Regions from separate parts of the Mus musculus genome. Here region 2 is linked to region 1. A link is a contact called in public HiChIP or PLAC-seq data. All regions are on one chromosome and are shown on one strand. The core of a region is the stretch at or near the end of the contact, and the rest is flanking DNA. Distances in the headings are between cores, read along the strand shown. Region 1 overlaps Klhdc10 (kelch domain containing 10). Region 2 holds the start of Mir29a (microRNA 29a).

Evidence for each region. HiChIP or PLAC-seq counts read pairs in DNA pulled down with a chosen protein or histone mark.
Region 2: a contact with region 1 is called in a FOXA1 HiChIP or PLAC-seq map of pancreatic cancer cells. The contact joins two enhancer-like sites. A contact is called at or near these places in 3 of 39 promoter capture datasets (the C10 cell line, cranial neural crest and second pharyngeal arch cranial neural crest) and 1 of 115 datasets of contacts at active chromatin or transcription factors (pancreatic cancer cells).

The regions. Positions count from the first base shown.
Region 1 is chr6:30,433,012-30,439,153 of GRCm38.p6, reverse strand. The region is part of intron 2 of Klhdc10 (kelch domain containing 10); the gene reads right to left. Among named protein-coding and RNA genes, the nearest start is that of 1700012C14Rik, 25 kb to the left of the region's middle. Within about 2 kb of position 1,968, at least 13 of the 459 cell types and tissues checked have an H3K27ac peak or open chromatin away from gene starts, as enhancers often do. A contact at or near this core is called in pancreatic cancer cells, where this site is marked.
Region 2 is chr6:31,062,589-31,068,303 of GRCm38.p6, reverse strand. It overlaps Mir29a (microRNA 29a), which reads left to right and starts at 5,557; the gene lies at 5,557-5,644. It overlaps Mir29b-1 (microRNA 29b-1), which reads left to right and starts at 5,211; the gene lies at 5,211-5,281. Within about 2 kb of position 1,278, at least 33 of the 459 cell types and tissues checked have an H3K27ac peak or open chromatin away from gene starts, as enhancers often do. A contact at or near this core is called in pancreatic cancer cells, where this site is marked.

The sequences.
Region 1 (6,142 bases), core at 719-3,218:
TCAGAGCAAAATTAAACTTTGAATACCATTCCAAAACTTTTCAAAGAAAATCCTGCATTTATCCCAAAGGACATCTTATATTCTGTTTAAGGCTATTACTAAGAAAAGCTATTATGAAAAAAATTTAAACTCAAAATGATCAAAAATTAAAAAAACTGTAGGTAAGACCTGACCTCTGAAATACTCCATGATATGGGTAAAGACAGCATTTTCTGGATAGGACTCCAGGACCCTTCCCCACAACCCTCCCTGAAAAGGACAAAGTTTGTCAAATAGGAAGGAAGCAAGTTATAGATTTTAAATATTTTTCTTTATGATAGCAAGAATCCAGCTTGCCTTATGCATAGTTAGCAAGCATTCTATCACTGAGCTACAGCCTGAGGTTTCAGTTCCGTCACCAGCTAGACCTGTGGCACAAGCCTGGAATCAAAAGTCCTCAGGAGGCTGAGGTAGGAGACCCATCATCTCAGGGCCTGCCTGGGCTCACAGCATAAGTTCAAGAACAACCTAGGCAATTTGGGGATATAGCTCCAGTGAGTAGAGTACTTGCCTAGCATATTTAAGGCCCTTGGCTAAATACCTGGTATACAATAAGTAAATGACTGAATTATATACATAATTCATTTAAACTAATTTTGAGATCAGTTTAAAGGGAGAAAAAAAATCCACTTCTTTATATTTCAATTATCCTTACAACTTCTTACACAGGTCTCCAGAAGTCCTTAAATAGTTACAGAACCAAACAAGCTGCAATAGGATATGGACTACGATGACACTACATTTGTTACTACCCTAAAGATATCTCTATTTTATGTGCTACTGATGATAGTATAATGTCCACCAGTACTTAGCACACTGCCAGACACCTAATATGCTTTACTAATTAGTATTTATTACCAACCTAATAAGGCCTTTTGTGTCTTTTTAAGCAAAAACTCTACTTTACATGATAAACTTTGGAACAAGAATTAAGATGCTATGCACAGAAATAGAGTACCTGAAAAACAAAGCAACAATGTATCTTTTAGTCGCTCTTGTCCTGTCAGTCCTGTGTGTAAATCACTGACAGCTCTTTAAGGCCTAGGTTAAGCATCTCAGAGCCCTCTGATGCTAAACCACTTCCTTTCACTTACTCACTAGAGCTATTAGCCTCACTGCCCAGCAAGCCTGGAGTCCTTCCTTTGACCTTGGCCTAGGCGACCTGCTCTCTAATTCTCCAGTGTAGAAATGCTCTCAAGTCTACCATATGTCCCTTTAGGTTCTTCTGGATCAGCAGCCTCCGTTCAATGTTAGGGCAGACCTAAAGTTATCGAGATGGGAATACTGTATTTTGTAAATATGAGTCCAATACCAGGCAAGTAGAATTCAGGCAACTAGGCATTGACAACTGATTTATGATTTGGTGTAAGTGAAGAATTAAGTTTCTGTCTGGCTCACTGAAAACAGGAGAGTAAGCTATGGGAGACCGAGCAAGGGCTCCCAGGACATCCTAGTTCTTTCGTCCAGGACCTTGGTGTAGACACAACCTTCCACTGAATCTGTCTCCTCATCTGTGCTGGGGAGGTACCACTGTACCTCGCAGATGTGCTATTGTTGAACGCTCACTGGCTTACACGTCTATCTTCCCAGGTAGTGGGGAGCTATGTGAGGAAAGAGAAATGCAGGTGCACCCACGTTCCTGTAACCTAGTGTGAGGCTCACATGAGACACTGAAGGGGGTTGAGAATGGAGCTGGTTTGTAACTGATTCCTCTCCACTCGTTTCATCTGTTTGTTTTTTATTGCAAACAGAGTAAAAGTTCCTCAAAGGCAAACAGCATGTACAATTATCCTGCATTACCCACATCACCTGACACAGCCGGAAAATACAACATATCTAAAAGTTTCCCTGGGTTTAACTTTAGGCCAAAGTAAACAGTGGCAGGGATGATTAAAACAATGACCAGCTCTGTGGACTCTGACACAGTATTTCCAAGATAGATGGTGTGGAGCTCAACAGCGAGCAGGTGCTGAGCATGTGGGAAGCCTGGCTTCAAACTCCAGCACCAAAAGAATAGAAGGGGGAGAGGGCAAGTGTGACTAGGGGATGGCTAGATTGTGTAAATGATCTTTGCAAGGTACATGCATCTAGGAATTAGCAAGACAAACGTAAAACAGTTGCTATGCTCACTGGTCAGGAAGGAAGACTCTCATGTTTTTTGTTTAGGTTTTACATATTGGGAAAATGTGAAAAGAATGACAGTAGCATTCTAGAACTTTCAATGGACACAGAGCAGAAAACATGGTCTAGGCTTACCGCCATCTTGGTGATGAACATAACATGTGGATCAAACACTACGGCAAAATGAAAAGATGATTTGACATAAAATGTACCCATTCATTCATTCTAAGCCCAAAAATTACTGGACAACAGCTGTGAACTGTTATTGTGACAGGTTCTGGGCCAGTGACACTGTCTCTGGGGCTTACAGCCTAGCTCTGCCCAACATAATGCAGTAATTCCTGGCTATACTTGAAATGTGGCTGGGCCCAACGGGAATTTGTGTTCAAAAATTTAGCATCCCTAAAAGAATGTAAAATTGTTGGGGAGTGGTGGTGCATGCCTTTAATCCCCATACTTGGGAAGCAGAGGCAGGCAGATTTCTGAGTTCAAGGCCAGCCTGATCTGCAAAGTGAGTTCCAGGACAGCCAGGGCTACACAGAGAAACTGTGTCTCAAAAAAACAAAACAAAACAAAAAAAACCAACCAACCAACCAAACAGAAAAAGTAAAATTACCAGTTCTACGTTAATGATATGATAAAATGATATGGGTTAAATAAAAATATTAACATAATGTCTTGTTTTTCATGTGGCTGCTACAAAACTTTAAGTTTGTAGCTCCTGTGTCTCCCAGATAGTGCTGAGTTAATCTAACTGCTAACTTCTGCTGTTCTCCGGATCTAGTCTAATTAAATGGCTGGGTAAGAGCATGTGATCAGTACCTGATCAATGCTGAACCTTCTGTCAAGGAGCCTTTAGAGCTGACAGAGTTAAGTTCTCTCTCCACAGAACCCCTTCCTATAGCCCAAGAGTGACTCCCGAATAGCAGAAACCCATTTCTTTCTTTTCTTTTTCTTTTTTTTGGTTTTTTGAGACAGGGTTTCTCTGTGTAGCCCTGGCTGTCCTGGAACTCACTCTGTAGACCAGGCTGGCCTCGAACTTAGAAATCTGCCTGCCTCTGCCTTCCAAGTGCTGGGATTAAAGGCATGCGCTACCACGCCCGACTCCCATTTCATTTTTAAAAAACCACAGGAATGTGTCAGGGCAGAAGCCAAGCACATGTGGCCAGCTCCTTGACCTTGACAAAATGAAATTTAGTTTTAGTCTAAAGTCTCTGAGTCCTCCACCAAGTTTTCCCCTGATACAATCATCCACAGGTTTGGATTGCCTGCTTCCAAAACTCTCACTAGAAAACAGAGGAGTAGGTTTCAGAGTGAGCTCAGAAGTAAAGATTCACAGAGCCAAGCCTAAAGACCAGCATCCAACTCCTGGAACATACAACACACACACACACACACACACACACACACACACACACACACACACACACACCACGGAATGTAAAAATGTGTGTGTAAGTGAGGAATGACAAATGACCCTGCATGCTGAGGTGATCTGAACATCAGAAGACACATACACGTAGCTGTGGGACCTGGACAGCTGAGCCATTTTCTTTCCCGAGGCAAGCATCTGTTCTAACTCAGGGGTAAACAGGAGTTATGGTAACTAGGGAGGTGGGTTTGATTTTGTAGCAGAAACCAGCTAGTTCTCTGAGATTATGCAACAGATTACTAGGTCATTTCCAATATTCTCATTATTACAAGTAATACTGGACTAAAGTTTCTTCTACATATTCCTATGAAAATGTATGAATAAATCTAGAAATAGAATTTTTGGGTCAAAGAAACATGCATTTCAAATATTTACAAATATAACTACTGTAGAGCTATATTACTGGACTATTTACAATCCTAAATATGCGTATGAAAGTGTGTATTTTGATCTTGTCCTGAGACAGGGTCTTAAGTAGCCCAGGATGATTTAAGCTACTGACCCTCCTACTCCTACTTTCAGAGCGCTAGGATTACAGATAGGGTCACCATGTCCACTTTCACAGTGTAGGGATGGATGAAAGGCAAGTGTGCTACCAACTGAACCACACACCTCAAAGCACCACTGCCTTCCTATCTTCTTATTCAGACGGGGTCTCAGTATACAGTCTGGGCCAGCCTTCAGCTCTCTAGAGGCAGGATCTCACTATATAGAGTTGGCTGACCTGAAATACAGTCTTTAGATCAGACTAGCCTTAAATGCTTAAAAACCTGTTTATGTCTCTCCAGTGAAAGGATTAAAGGCGTGCACCACCACATCTAGACAAGCCTCAAACTCCTGATCTTCTTTCTCTGCTTCCCCAGGGTGCAATCCAGAAAATTGGTTTTTTTAAAGATTATTTCTCTATGTGTATGACTGCCTAAATGTACGTACACTATGTGTATACCAAGTTGCCTAAGTGGGTCAGAAAAAGAAGTCAGAGCCTCTAGAACTGGAGCTATAGACAATTGTGAGCTGCCATGTGGGTGCTGAGAAACAAATCAGGGTCTTAATCAAGTGCTCTTAATCTCTCCAGCTCCCCAGCAAATACATTTTTTTGTTTATCCTATTCAAGTTTTAGCTGAAATTTAACAGAACAAGGTTGAATAGAAGAGATGATACTGAAGAGATTAGTCTTGCTTAATTTAATTCAGTGAGGACACTGGTCAAATTTCACTTCAAAATTAGTTATTTCCTCTTGGTTTCTTGTAATCATTAGATTTTGTTCCTTATTAGAAAAGGGTATATTTTTAAAATAAAATTTGTACTGAAATGTTACATACAGAAAGGGACACATATAAGGCCACAGTGTGATACATTTTAACAAAAAAAGAATGCTTAAATTTTTGTTAAGTTTTTATGGGGGTGTCATGCTTTTCTTTGAGCCTATTAGTGTAGGTACTACCAACTTCCAGAAGCTTGCCCTCCCTTCATGCTCACAGCACCCTCCGATGCACCTCTTTACCTTAGATTATTGTGAGCTGCTATACAGATACTGGACATCAAACCTGGGTCCTCCACAAAAGCCACCAATGCTTTTAATCTCTGATCCATTTCTCCAACCCACTAATTTTTCTGTCAATCATAAAACGAGTGGTCTCTCTATAGTTTTATTATACATTGCCATATCTAAGTGTGCATTCCCAAATAATGTTTGAAGTGTATAATAAAATGATACAGTAGCTGGATGGTGGCGCACGCCTTTGTAGCACTTGGGAGGCAGAGGCAGGAGGATCTCCGAGTTAAAAGGCCAGCCTGGTCTACAATGCAAATTCCAGGACAGCCATGGCTACACAGAGACACTGTGTCAAAAAACCAAAATAAGAAGATATAGTACATATTCTTTTGGGTTCTTATTTATGATTGTTCCAAGGCTCCCTTTCTGTTGTTGTTGAAGATGGTGTGCGCAGTCTGCTCATCTCCACTGTTGAGTGGCATCTCTGTCTGAGTGGGCAGCCCAGTTTACTCACTTAGTCTAGTTCTGTGAATAGACACTTAGGTGCTTTCAATCTGTGGCCTATTATTGATAGAAACATTTTCATACATGTTTTCAGGTGAACAGGGGGCCACAATGCTGTTGGCTATAAATCCAGAGACTGAATTCCTGAGTCTTAAAGGAAATCCTTATTAGATGAGGCCATAGTTTTCAAAATGGCTAGAACAATTCCCGTAGTAACCAACAGCATGAACATCCCACGTTCATGTCAATACTTGGCAGTCACTGCTCCCACTTAGTACTTCCTGTTAGTCTACAAACCTATCTCACATTAGAACACACATTTTTCTCATTGCTGATGAAATTGGGCACCTTTTGGTTGTGAGCCTAGCCTTTAACGGCTGAGCCATCTCTCCAGCCCAGAAATTGGGCACTTTTTAAAAATCTTTTTAGATGAGGTCTCTCTGTGTAGTTCTGGCTGTTCTGTAAATCATTATGTAGACAGGCTGTCCTTTAACTCCCAGAGATCCTCTAGCTTCTGCCTCCAAGAATGCCGAAATTGAAGGTATACATCA
Region 2 (5,715 bases), core at 29-2,528, 630 kb before region 1:
CTGCCCTTAGATGGAACTTTTGTGTGAGGAAACTCACAGACTCCTGCAGGTTTCTTCACTGCAGAAACTGGGTGTGTAACCCACCGCCAACCAAGCTATAGGGCGGTGGCCATTGGGCTCCCAGGTTCTCTGGGGGAAGAGGGTGAATTATAGCTACTCTGTAATTAGGCTTTCTCAAACACTGACCTGGGAGGCTCTTCGCCAGCCTAAATGCAGTAAGCCACTTTCTAAACACTTCCGCTGCGCCTGTGATCTGATGGGGACCCTGATACTGCTTAAAGCACTGGCCCCGCTCCTTAGGCCTGTGGCCACACAAGTTTGGGAAGCTGCTAGTACTTTATGGTGCCACGGCTTTACTGCTGCACTTTGGATTTCACCTTGTGTGGGTCTTGACACATCTTCCTCCTCCTCCTCCTCCTCCTCCCTACCTTAATCCTGAACCTGGGTTCCCCGCCCCAAAGGCTGTTAACACAGACTGTAACATAATCACGGCTGCTTCTCACTATTTCTTTTACCAGTCACCATCTTCAGATGTTAATCCCAGTGCCCAGTGATCTTCCCGACAGACGCTCCATTCTTGTTTGGAAATTACGTTGAAGGGCGTGAACTACAAGAGGAATGGACTTTGGACATTGTGAGAGTAGTGGATAGAATGGAGGGTTGTCGTGTTAAGTCAAACAAGCCAGACTCAGGACAACTTGTACTGCATGTTCCCTGCCATATAAGGAATCTCAAGTGAAAAGCAAAACTCAACAGTGGGATGTGGTAGTGTACATCTTTAAGCCCAGCCACTGGGGAAGCTGAGGCAGGTGGATCTTGTGCATTGTAGGTCAGTTTGGTCTCCAGAGCCAAGTTCCAGGTCAGCTAGGAGTCCACAGGGAAACCCTGTCTGGGCTATCCAAAACAAGCAAGCAAACCAAGATCCAATGCACACATTTACACAGGAGACACAGAACGAGAAAGGGAGCGTTTGGGAAGGGGATGTGGAAGGGGGAGGGGTGGGTGGTGAGCACTGGCCACATACTCATTACTTGTGTGGAGATGGCATGATGAAGCCTGACATTTGGATAATGAAACATGGTAATAGTAAAAAGAAAATGGCACTTGGCCCTCATGTGGTCTGCAGATAGTATTCTTTTCCAAGCTGACCCGCTCACAGACCTGGCCCACACCATCCTGGTTCGAGGATCAGCTTTGAGGCCTCTGCTGTTCCAGGCTCCCTGAGGGGCATTGCAGTCATTAACTTGGACATCGCAGTGGTTAGAATCTTGACTGCTGAGTCACTGGGCTTCTCTTTGTTGAGTTGTTAAATCTCTTGTAAACCATCCTGTGTGGGCCTGCTGGGACAGCATTCCCAGTTTGTTAACCTGAGTGATCAATATTTTGGAAATGGCACCGCCTACGCCCTTGGCTTCTTGTCTGATGAAAGGTACCTCTGGCTTAAAGTTAGACCACATAGGAAAGAGTAGAATGATGTAGTTTGAGTTCCATAATTGCCCTCTGCCTGGCTGTAGAGTGAGCAAAAAGGATTGTTCTCAAAGACAAGTGTAATGTCCGCCCTCTGTGGGCCTTCTGCAGCCTGCATTGCTAAAGCCTTAGGGCTTACCAATTCCCCTTGAAAATAGACCTTCTCCTACCCTGTGCAAGACACCTTCATTCTTGCTCTGGTTGGATCTACAGGTTTATAGCATGCTGCAGCTCCTACACCAGCTTGCACAGTACACCTCGCTGCTGTGCCAAGTGGAAGGCCAAGGGCCGTGCTCCTTAGTCATAACCACCCCAGTGTCGCCAAATGCAGGTAGCCAATCCACAGCAGTGCCTGCGGAAGGAAGTAATAAATGTCTCTCACTGGACAGCAGAGAGAAGGGACCTTTTGAAAGTGTCTGAGTAGAGAACCCCACGTCCGTGGGATACACCCTGAGGTTCGTGTGTCACCGAAATACCACATACTGCTCCTCTCACGAAGGCTCTCTGCAGCGTGTCTGTCCCTGGAAAATGCTTGTAGCAGGTTGTCTTTGTGGCCCTGTAGAAGTTGAGGTGCATGCTTGCAAATCACCCTTAAAGAGGTCTTGCTGTATTTTGTCCACGGTGAGTCTCCAGTGAGTTTTTAAGTGACCATCGGAGTTTGATAGCCACTCTTACACACCCAGCTGCCAGTTCACAACCAGGGAAGACCTACAGAAACCTGTGCTCACCAGCGACAGCACAGGTCCCGCGTGGAGGCCCTTGAATGGAGAAGTAATCAGAATATATTTGCAGGTGCTCATTCAAGTGTGCGGAGATGGGAGGCACAAGGCAAAGGTATCTTTTTTTGACACATCCGTGTATGCCTCTCACTTGTGAGCTGGACCTCTTAGCTGCATCCCTCTACTAAAATGCCAAAGGAAAGTTCCGTATTGCTCGTTCGATCATCTCATGTACTACCTGATTTAACCCTTACAAAGCTCGGCTCTTCTGGGTACGGCTTCCAGATGTGTGAGCACAGCTACTGCAGTGACACGTGTGGCCTGGCCCAGACACACCGGTTAGGCCTGCCGAGTCCTGGTGGCCCTAACGTTTTGAAGCTGTGTTCCTCAAGGGGTGCTGGTTCAGGATGTGATAGTTCTTGTGAAATCTCCAAGCCCCGAGGGAAGTTATCTTAATCCAGTTTGCTCAACACAAGAACAGACTGGCTTCTCACGTCACTGGGAGCAATACGCATCTACTGCAGGGCCTTTCCACACAGAGCCCTGCTGTGGGTTACTGACTCAGACCAGGCCCCGATTTCCCTATCAGATTTGACAGAAGTGCACAGGAAGGGCAGTGCGTTGAAGAGCAGCATGAAGCATGCAGGCTGGGTTGTGAAGCAGGCCCACATTTTCATGGCTGGTGAGCTGAGAGCTGCTTAGGGGTCTATCCTTGGAAGATAACTGTTTCTACTCATAGGGTGAAGAGTCTGCCAGCCCAGCGTGTGATCTGTGTATTGTAAGGTTTCTTATTTTTGTCCTTTCAGGAGTTGTAATACTGCAGAGTTGTTGCTAGTTAAAAAATAACAGTAACCCAGCCTACAGAAACAATAGTTCTTTTATGCCCTAGCCCCAGACTAAAGGGTAATGAGGTTGTGTGTCCATTAAAGGGAGAAGGGAAGCACGGGCACACTTGTGAGTGAAGCTGTTCCTCTTGGGAGGGCTGTGCTTGTAGCTGAGGGCCATGGAAGGCCCCAGAGTCCGCACTTGTATGCATGTCCTGAGGGAAGAGGGCCCTGGCTTGTCCACCCCTCTGCCAGCCAATAATAGAGAGTTTCTTTGTTAACTTCAAGACTATTCTCATGGTGAGCCTGTTCCTAGGGAGCTGGGACTTGCTGAAATTACATGAAAACTGGGATTCAGACTGAAGAGCTCTGTGTGTACATGTATGCATGAATGTGTGCTTGTTCATGCATGCATGTTTTTATCATATGTGTGCACATGTGTATGGGTGCCCACCGAAGCCAAAGAGGGCATCACATCCCCTTCGGCTGGAGTTGTAAGCCAGCCTGTGTGCTGGGAACTGAACTCAGAAAAGTGCTCTTAATGACCGAGCTCATTCTCCAGCCCCCAATGGTTTACATATTCTAGACGTAGGGCCTTTCAGGCCTACCTTTAGTGAACATTTTCTTTCGGTTTGGTGCTGTTTTTATTTTATTTTATTTTATTTTATTTATTTATTTATTTTGAGAAAGAAAGGTTTTCTTAAACTAGTCAAAGGTTTATTTCTTTCATTTAAAAAATATTTAGGTATGTTTTATTATTTTTTGAAATAGATTCCCAGTCTGTAGCCTGGCACCTCGTGGTGCTGGACCAAGGAGGGGTCCCGCAGCCTTGATGAGATCTGAGTGTAAAAAGCAAAGCTATAAGACTGTCTTTTGAGAAAGTAGGTGAAGTCCCATGCACACTGGCTACTTCACAGTCCCAGGGAATTGTTTGTTTCCTCGGGTAGGACAGCTTACTGTAATTATAAAGAAAAATGTTCTCCTTTTTTTTTTTTAATTTTTTATCTCAGTATTTCTTAAACAGTGCTGTGCCCCAGCAGCTGAGAGCAGAGCACCTGGCTGATCTTCTCTTTGCTTTCAAACAATTCAGTAAGAACCACATATGCCAGGGATAGGTAATAATGTAGATTATATATCTAAAGCAAAAAACGCTCAGTTGTTAATTCAGAAGGCACAAATACAGGAATTTGTTTGATTATCATTGAAAGTTAATGCCATGTAGTGAGCCCTGAAATTACATGGACTAAGCCGGCTGTAGTCACGTACTTAGGAGAATGTGTGTGTGTAACAGCAATTAAAAAGAGGCCATGGATTTGAGAATGAGCAGGAAGGGATAAAGGGGGAGAAAATGTTAATAATCATTTTAATGTCAGTACATTTGAAAAAAATATTTTAAAAAGAAATTTAACATACAACTTTTTAAAAAGGTATTCTTAAAAAGGACATTAACATTCTAATATCTGAAATGTTTCTAAATAGTTTTTTTTTTTTTTAAGGCCGTGGATGTGTAGTTATTGGAGTCCCTGACACATTCAAAAGAGTGACGGCAAACGGCCTGGCCTAGCAAGACCACATGTCAAGAGCTAATGGAAGGGAGACAAGAAAGAAGCCAGAAAGTCTCAGCACTCAGGAAGCAGAAGCAGGGCCTCTCTGAGTTACGAGGACAGCCAGGGCTACATAGTGAGACCCTGTTTAAAACTGTAATAGTAGTAGCAGTAGCAGCAGTACTGATGATAGTGATAATCTGTCAGATACCGAAGATTCAAAGCTTCACTTCTGGAGGAGAATTGAGTTAGCAAAAGACCTGAACTCACTACTGCAGTCTGGCAAAAGGGGGCAGGGTCTCATTAGCATCAGTGTGTTGCTTTGCCTTTGAGAGGATCCCAAATTGTGCTCACTTGTCGACTCTAACAGATCGATCTGGAAGTAAAAAGTGTCACGCTTATCAAAAGTGTGCTGAGCTCTGCCACGCTGCACCGTGAATGTGTAAGCCTCGTGCTCACTGTCCCACGTCTGCTCTCGGGTGAGGGCTCAGTTACCATTTGGAGGGAAGAATGCCATGAGTGACCGACATGTCACACCCCCACCCCCACCTGCTAGATGAGGTCAGCATAGGATCGCCTGAAATTAGGAACTATTGCACGGACTTCACCTTCCCTCTCCGTAGGAAGGCCACAAAAACAGACGACAAAGCTTCTTCAGGAAGCTGGTTTCATATGGTGGTTTAGATTTAAATAGTGATTGTCTAGCACCATTTGAAATCAGTGTTCTTGGTGGAGAACTACTTCGCTGCCGACCGCACAAAGAAATGAGTGTACAGCCCTGAAGTAAGTGTCCAGTGTCTAAAACAGGCTACCAGAGCCTGCCCTCGCCCACCCTGCTTACCTCTGTGTTATGGATAGCTGATTAGTCAACCACCGTTAGAATTGCATACTTGTTCATGTAATAAGCCTTCTCTGGAAGTGGACTCCACCATGCTCGGATGAAGACCTACATATACGACAGATTGAAGGCCTGGGCCTTCCCAGTGCACATGACCTCTTGTGACCCCTTAGAGGATGACTGATTTCTTTTGGTGTTCAGAGTCAATAGAATTTTCTAGCACCATCTGAAATCGGTTATAATGATTGGGGAAGAGCACCGTTCAGCTGACTACGTTATTGCTGACGTTGGAGCCACAGGTAAGAATTAAGAAACAAATACCA